Linked DNA regions of Oryctolagus cuniculus: region 2 is linked to region 1. The links are chromatin contacts, called in public Hi-C maps. All regions are on one chromosome and are shown on one strand. The core of a region is the stretch at or near the end of the contact, and the rest is flanking DNA. Distances in the headings are between cores, read along the strand shown. Region 1 has its middle 8.6 kb from the start of REPIN1. Region 2 overlaps SSPOP (SCO-spondin).

Region 1 (4,005 bases), core at 684-3,183:
TGATTGGGACAGGCCTGCTTGCACACTTCTCTCTCCAGGCTCTGGGGAATCTCTGCGTTATTCATTGATAATTTCCTCCCCTATTTCATCTTCCTGGAATGCTCACTAGTGGCATTGGAATTCCAAGACTGATTCCTTAAATCTCATCTTTTCTCCCCTCCTCTTTCTCTTTGTAGTTTTTCTGTCACTATGTGAAATGTTTTTGACCTTCTTTCTAAACTTTTACTTTTAGATTTAAATTTCAACTACAGAGTTTTTTTTTTATTTTTAAGATTTATTTATTTATTTGAAAGAGTTACACAGAGAGAGGAGAGGCAGAGGGAGAGAGGTTTTCCACCCGATGGTTCACTCCCCAATTGGTTGCAACTGCTGGAGCTACGCAGATCCAAAGCCAGGAGCCAGGAGCTTCTTCTGGGTCTCCCATGTGGATGCAGGGGCCCAAGCACTTGAGCCATCTCCTACTGCTTTCCCAGGCCATAGCAGAGAGCTGGATCGGAAGTGGAGCAGCCAAACTGGTCCCCTGAAGCTGGCACTTCAGGCCATGGTGTTAACCCACTGAGCCACAGTGCCGGCCCCTCTGTTTTTTAACATTAAAAGCTCTTTCCTTTTAAGACGCTCATCCATATTTTGAAAATGCCATCTTGTGACTATGGCAATGGTTTTTAAATGTTCCACTGTACTCACTATTTCAAAGTGTGGTTTAGGTAGGGCTTGTAAGTTGGAGGCACTTCACACAGGCCTGGTTGCCAGCTTTGTGGGCAGCTGGGGCCTTGTCCACAGGCAGGCTGTGTTGTAACATGTGCTGAGTCCAGTTCATTTTTTTCTTTGCGTAATCCTAGATGTCAGTATTCACCCATACATTTTCCCCCCTTTGGATCGGAATAGTTTTACCATTGAAAACTGTGGACTTTCACCACAACCAGGCTGTTTGTGTGCTAGGTGCTGGCAGTCAGGGGCTGAGAGCCACCTGTTTAGCGTGAGGCCATGAACTTGATCTCACTGTGTTCCTCCAGGCCTTTCCATCTCACCTGGCTCCGTGTTTGCAGAGTGAGGCCTCACTCTCCTGCAGTGCTGTTGGACCTTCCTCCATGGCACGGCTTCACCGGGCTCTGCTGCACTTTGGGCGTCTCAGTCCAGAATCTTTTCAGGGTACAGTGGGTCGAATTCCTTCATTCCTGTGGCTTCCTCCTCCCCGCGGGAATGCTGCTCTGTCCACTGGGTGACCACAGTTCCATCATGTGACTTTACACCTCTTTATTCCTTTACTGTCATTTTCATGGTGTTTTGGTGGGGAGGGTAAGGTTGGGATAAACGCATGTGTATCATACACCGGGCTTAAACATGAACGTTAGTACATTTAAGATGTATGTGTTTATGCATGAATTTGGGATTGGGGGTGCAGCTTAGACCATAACTGCATCCCTCCCAAACGCATACACTGAAGCCCTGCCATGGTCTGTGTCCCCCCAGATTTCATGTTGGAAATTTAACCCCCAATGCAGAAGTGGGAGGTGGGATGGCCACAGGGCTCTGCCTTCATGAATGGGTTGGTGCACTTATACAAGGGTTTATAGGAATGGGTTCATTCTCTTCTGCCACAAGAGCACACAGCGTCTGTCCTCATTGGTCCCGCCGCTATCTGCCAGCAGGAAGGCCGTCACCAAATGCAGCAGCTTGAACTTGGACTTAGCCTTCAGGAATGTTCAGTATAGATTGTCCGATCTCAAGTGGGTTTTGTTGGTTTGTTTTTTGTTGTTTTGTTTGTTTGTTTTTGGTAGCAGTGCAAGCAGACTAAGGAAAAACCTAACCCATGGTACCTGGGAGTGTGACTGGATTTGGAAATAGAGTCTTCTGGGAGAGGCAGTTAAGGTTGAATAGGGTCATGAAGATGGGCCCTGTCCAGCATGACTGGCATGGTTGTAAGAGGAGAGGACACAGACACGCGGTGAGAAGGCAGCCAGCCACAGCCACCGAGACAGGGTTCGGGAGGCAGCCCTGCCAACGTCTTAAGGTCAGATTTCCTGCCCACAGCATTGGAAGATGGTGCACTTCTAACGCAGCACCCGCCAGTCTGTGCTACAGTTATGGTAGCCCTAGCAGTCTCTCTCTCTCAGGAAAATCCTTTCTTCCTTCCTCCCTTCCTCCCTTCCTTTTCTTTTCTTTTCTTTTTTTTTTTTTTTTAAGATTCATTTACTTATTTGAAAGGCAGAGTTACAGAGAGGCAGAGGCAGAGAGAGAGAGAGGGAGCGAGAGGTCTTCCATCTGCTGGTCCACTCCCCAGATGGCCGCAACAGCCGGAGCTGCGCCGATCCGAAGCCAGGATCCAGGAGCCACCTCCGGGTCTCCCACGTGGGTACAGGGGCCTAAGCACTTGGGCCATCTTCTACTGCTTTCCCAGGCCATAGCAGAGAGCTGGATCAAAAGAGGAGCAGCCGGGACTAAAACCAGCACGCGTATGGGGTGCCAGTGCTGCAGGCCAGGGCTTTAACCTGTTGTGCCACAGCGCCGGCCCCATCCCAAAATCCTTTCTTAAGATTTGGTTCCATGCACTCAACTTTGTTATTTGAAAAGTCACACTTTTTTTCTGTGTGACACAAAAACCAGTGGTGTTTTGTGAACAAAATCACAATAAAGGCTAGGATGGCTCATGGTACACTATAAAAAAAATCGCCTCGTTGAGATAATTATCAGAATGTTATCATTTATCTCCATAAAAGATGACAAATAAGGATGCTTTTTAAATATTTATGGAAGGAAATGAAATTTAGATTTGGGTAAGTGAATGAAACTCGACAATTAAACTCAGCATAAATCGATAATGAACACTTACCGTTGCTTTGTCAAGGACATTCAACAGAGTAACAAAGAACCTTCACCTTCTAGATCACACAGTGTCAGCTTTGTGAGTGAAAATTGTCCGCATGGAAGTGGTCAGCCTGCGGATCCCATTCTGAGCCCATTAAGCCTCACCCAGGATCCACCGCCAGAGGGAGACCCTGAGCACAAACTATGTCTACTCTAAACGGCCAGTTCTACTGTTTCTCAAATAACAAGGCTGTGGAATTCTTTTCACAAATATTGACTTGTGGCTGAAGCCCATAGACTTCTCTTAACCCCATTCTGACCAGGCTCCGCGCCAGTCGGTCGCGCTGGCTTCCAGCGCCTTACGCACGTTTGTCAGAACTCTAAACCCTCGCAAGGCACGGCCGAGAGCAGCGTCTCTGCCCGCGGAAGGCACTCAGCTTAGTTCAGAGGCTGTGAAAATTAAATGTTTCGGGAGTTCCTCTTAAAATTAGCTTTTAAATGTTAGGACGCTGCCTGGGATTTGGGAATGAACCAGCAGGTGGAAGTTCTTTCTCCTTTTCTCTCTCTGCCTTTTATTTATTTATTTATTTTTTTGACCGCGCTGATCCGAAGGCAGGAGCCAGGTGCTTCTCCTGGTCTCCCATGGGGTGCAGGGCCCAAGCACTTGGGCCATCCTCCACTGCACTCCAGGGCCACAGCAGAGAGCTGGCCTGGAAGAGGGGCAACTGGGACAGAATCCGGCGCCCCAACTGGGACTAGAACCCAGTGTGCCGGCGCCACTAGGTGGAGGATTAGCCTATTGAGCTGAGGCACCGGCCCTCTCTCTGCCTTTTAAATAAAATGAAAATACATTTACTATACACATTTACTATATACATTTTCTATGTACTTATAATGTATTTGTTTTTGTATACATAGTTATATTCTTGTATATATAAGTGTTCTATATATTATAATGCATCATATATTAATATAAATTTAGTATAACTAAAAATCAGTTTTTATTATATTTGTTGAGTGTAGCAACCTAGCAAAATGTTATGTGGTAAACATGTTATATTGTGATTTCTAATAACGTCCAAAAAATAAACTTTCTTAAATGTGTTAAGAGGACATTTTCTTCTCATGTTTTAAGAAAGTGAAGGCAAACCAGTTAGGAGGAAATTAGATACCTCCCTGACCAGCTCCCAAGGCACCAAG
Region 2 (4,005 bases), core at 1,063-3,562, 120 kb before region 1:
GCAGCGTGTGTGAGCAGGGGGCGCTGCTGTGTGAGCCAGGGGGCTGCCCCCAGCCCTGTGGCTGGTCAGCCTGGTCCTCCTGGGCTCCCTGTGACCGCTCCTGTGGCTCTGGAATGAGGGCCAGGTTCAGGTGTGTACAAAGAGGGAGAGGAGATGAGAGAAGTGGGATGGGGGTGGGGGAGGTGGAGGACAGGAACCAGAAGGTGAAGTGGGGGCAGGGACAGGAAAGTGGGGGACCCAGAGGCTGCCTCTGCTCCCAGGTCTCCCTCCAACCCTCCAGCGGCCTATGGGGGTGCCCCATGTGAAGGTGACACGCGGGAGCTGCAGGTTTGCCACACGGAGTGTGGTACAGGTACGGCAGAGCCCCCTTCCTCCTCCCATTGCATGCCCTTTGACTTGGTAGCCAGTGCCAGCGAAGCCTCACAGGCTGAGAAGCAGCCCCTAAACTGGTGTTGGGGGACAGGGCTCTGACACGTAAGGGGCAGATGGCTTGCCTGGTGGAGCCAGTGGCCGCAGGGCCGGCGAGTGGTGTGGCCGCCTGGGCTGGTTGTGTGTGTCGCACAACAGAAGGTACCAGATGGCTCCCTGCTTCCCACGTCCCCGGTGGTGTCCTGAGGTCTCCACTGAGCAGGCAGAGCCTGCAAATTCAAGGCAGGGAGAGTTAAACAGAGAGGGGGAGGAACCTGAGAAGGAGGGTGGGTGGGGCAAGCTCTTCAGGAGAGGAGGGGCTGATGGAGACTGGCGGCCAGTGCACTGACAGGTGTCCACAGGAAATGTGAGGATGGGTGGGCCCATGGCCAGCTGCCAGCTGGACCCATGGGTGGAGGTGTTGGGGGGGTGGAACTGGGGCCACTTGCAGTGGGAGGCTCTGCTTCTGGCTCCTGAGCCTTAGAAGTGGGACTGGAGAGTGTGGGGTCCCCGTGAGCTGAGGGGCTGAGCATCCATCCTGTATCCTCTTGCCCCTGTCCTGTATGCTCCTCCAGAGGCACCGGGCTGGACGGCCTGGACGCCCTGGACCACCTGCTCTCAAAGTTGCCTTGTCCCTGGAGGGGGCCCAGGCTGGCGCCGCCGTGCCCGGCTGTGCCCCGGCTCTGGAGCCATACCCTGCCCTGGAGAGTCCACCCAGGAGGAGCCCTGCAGCCCCCCTGTGTGCCCAGGTAAACCCCTCCCATCCCTGGAGTGACCTACATGCTGGGATGCAATGAGGAGCCAGGAAGAAGGACGCCTTGAGCAGCTTCTGGACTCCTAGGGAGGGGAGGCCACAGAGGGGGCAGAGCAGGCCACTGTCCTGCGGCCTCTGCCCCAGGAAGCAGGTGTGGGATTAGCAGTGTGGGCCTGGGACTGTCCTGGGGCCAGGGGCCGGGGGTGGATCCTGGTGGGGGCTGCCCACCCCATAGCTCTGAACCTTCCTGCACGCCTTACCTGCTGTTACTGTGACCACGGACTCCATTCCTCCTGGCAGTGCCGGCCGGCTGGGGTCTGTGGACTCCCTGGTCAGCTTGTTCAGCCCCCTGTGATGGAGGTTTCCAGACACGGGGACGGAACTGCTCTGGCTCAGCTCCTGGGGACACAGCCTGCCAGGGGCCCCACAGTCAGACCAGGGATTGCAACACACAGCCCTGCACAGGTACCAGACTCCCGCCCCATTCTCCACCTGCTCCTGGGGACCTCAACCTTTCCCCCACACACACCTGGGCACATGGCTGACCTCTGCCTTCAGGACAGGCCATGGCTCAAGCTGAGAGAGACTTGTGAGGTCTCCTGTGTCTCCTTCAGAGCCCTACATACACACACACGACTGGGGACCAGGCCCCGGCCGTGGCAGACACCTCACCTCTCCAGGGAGCAGCCTCCGTCCCACACCTGGGACCCAGAGGGCTGGCTCCTTCCCGCCTTTGAGCAGAGCCCACTCGTGGCCAGAATCACAATGCACAAAGCAGTCCTGGCAAGGCCTGGTCCCCTACCCACTCTTCCTAGCCCAGAGAAGGGGTGTCCTCCAGTTATGCCCTCACGCGTGCCTCTGCGGGTGCCATTCCAGACACTGGAGCAAGCCTGCAGTGGGACCTGGAGGGGCTTCCTCCACCTCGGTCCTGGGCAGCAGGCCCCTGGTAGCCAGCTGCCTGCAGGCTTGCTGCCCCTCGCTCTCCCTTCTCTTCCTCCCACCCCTGCCCAGATCTGCTGATCTCCCATCCAGCCCAGTGCCCAGGGGACATGGTGTTCCGCTCGGAGGAGCAGTGTCAGCAAGAGGGCGGCCCATGCACTCGGCTGTGCCTGGCACAGAGCCCCGGGGTGGAGTGCATGGGATCCTGTGTCCCTGGCTGCGCCTGCCCCCCTGGCCTCTTCTTGCACAATGCTAGCTGCCTGCCTCGCGGCCAGTGCCCCTGCCAGCTGCACGGGCAGCTCTACACACCGGGAGCAGTGGCCCGCCTGGACCCCTGCAACAACTGGTACGTCCCCAGTGCTCGGGCTAGCGGGTGGGGGAGGGGCTGCATGGCCCTGGAGGTGGGCAGGTGTGATGGCCTCTCTCTCACATACATCACACACACACACACACACACATACACATCACACCCCTGTCCCCTAAGCACATCAGCAGTCCTAGGTGCCATGCACGGGCCCTGGGAATGCTGAAGGAATGAGACACGACCGCCTCAGTGACTTGTGGGAGATGGTCTCAGGGAGCTGGAGTGACATGATGGAACTAGAGACTTGGGGGAGGGGCTTCTAGCTTCGCCCAGTTTCCTCTGCTTCTTTCCTGAATATCATGGCCTGCCTGGGCTGAGCTGGATTTCAACTCACAGAGGTTGCTCAAAGCTGATGCCAGGATCTTCCAGCAGAGGGTGCTCTAACCCTCTGCCCTCATTTTCTTCCTTTTTGTTTCATTTTGTTGTCTTAATTTTTCATTTTCTTCTTCCCTTTTTCTTTCTATCCCCTGGCTACTTCCTCAATTTCCTCCTTTATATTAATATTCTCTCTCTCTCTCTCCCTCTTTCTCTCTCTCTCTCTCTCTCTCTCTCTCCTCCCTCTTTCTTAGGTTCTTTATCTGGAACCTCCTGTATCTGTCAAACAAGCTTTAGAGCAAGTGTTGGAGAACACTTACTGGGAAGGAAGGCATCCCGTTCTCCCTCCTAGGAGAATGCTAGCGCCTTCTAAGTCGCTGCCCCTGGTCCTGTCACTCCAGGTCGTTTCCACGTGGTGTGTTTAGTGGTTTCAAGTGGAATAAAAAGCATAGAGAGGTGACTCCTGATAAAACCAGGGACTGAAGGATCCAGTCAGTGGTACTCCGGGGTGGGGGTGTGGGTCTCCTGGTGAACTCTGCATGGGACACAGGGCAACTTGTCTCACTCCCCAGATCTGGGCTTTCCATTCTGTGCAGCGGCCTGCCCTGCCCCCAGCCCCCAGCTGTTTCCCCCTGGGGACAGATACACAGGGGTCTAAGGGCAGAGATGTCTGTGGCCAGGGTGGGCCGGGTTGGGCCTCACTGGCCACTCTCTCTGCAGTACCTGTATCTCTGGCAAGATGATATGCACCTCGGAGCTCTGCCCAGGTACCTCCTCAGTGGTGGGTCCTCAGGGGTCGTCGGGGATTTGGGTCCCTTCCAAGATGAAACGTGGGGAGTGTTGGTGGTGCCCCAGGGACATCAGGGTCCTGTGGGCTTGGCCTGGATTCACACACTGCCCTCCACCCCTCCACACACACACCCTGGCAGTGGACTGTGGCTGGAGTCCCTGGACCCCATGGAGTCTCTGTAGCCGCAGCTGCAACGTGGGCATTCGGCGCCGCTTCCGGGCGGGCACTGCACCCCCAGCAGCCTTTGGAGGTGCTGAGTGCCAGGGCCCCAACATGGAGGCTGAATTCTGTAGCCTGCAGCCATGCCGAGGTGAGAGCAGGGACCCAGGTCCTGAGACCTCCCCCTGAAAGACCCTTTCAGAGAGAACCCAGGAATGCTCCCATCGTCCACACCCCAGCACCCCAATGTGCATGGGACTTCCCTAGGAGACATCA

The links. Hi-C and Micro-C count contacts between places; a contact is called where the count stands out from the background.
Region 2: a Hi-C map of an unstated tissue shows a contact between it and region 1, with 2.3 times the contacts expected there. The contact joins two enhancer-like sites. A contact is called at or near these places in 3 of 6 Hi-C or Micro-C datasets (ear pinna, psoas muscle and an unstated tissue).

What each region holds. Positions count from the first base shown.
Region 1 is chr7:23,664,094-23,668,098 of mOryCun1.1, reverse strand. No RefSeq gene overlaps it. Among named protein-coding and RNA genes, the nearest start is that of REPIN1, 8.6 kb to the right of the region's middle. Within about 2 kb of position 1,933, at least 1 of the 8 cell types and tissues checked has an H3K27ac peak or open chromatin away from gene starts, as enhancers often do.
Region 2 is chr7:23,779,703-23,783,707 of mOryCun1.1, reverse strand. SSPOP (SCO-spondin) reads left to right here. Exons shown (of 102, transcript XM_070076852.1): 52 at 5-130; 53 at 261-352; 54 at 984-1,157; 55 at 1,463-1,627; 56 at 2,174-2,447; 57 at 3,501-3,547; 58 at 3,710-3,880. Among named protein-coding and RNA genes, the nearest start is that of SSPOP, 27 kb to the left of the region's middle. Within about 2 kb of position 2,312, at least 2 of the 8 cell types and tissues checked have an H3K27ac peak or open chromatin away from gene starts, as enhancers often do.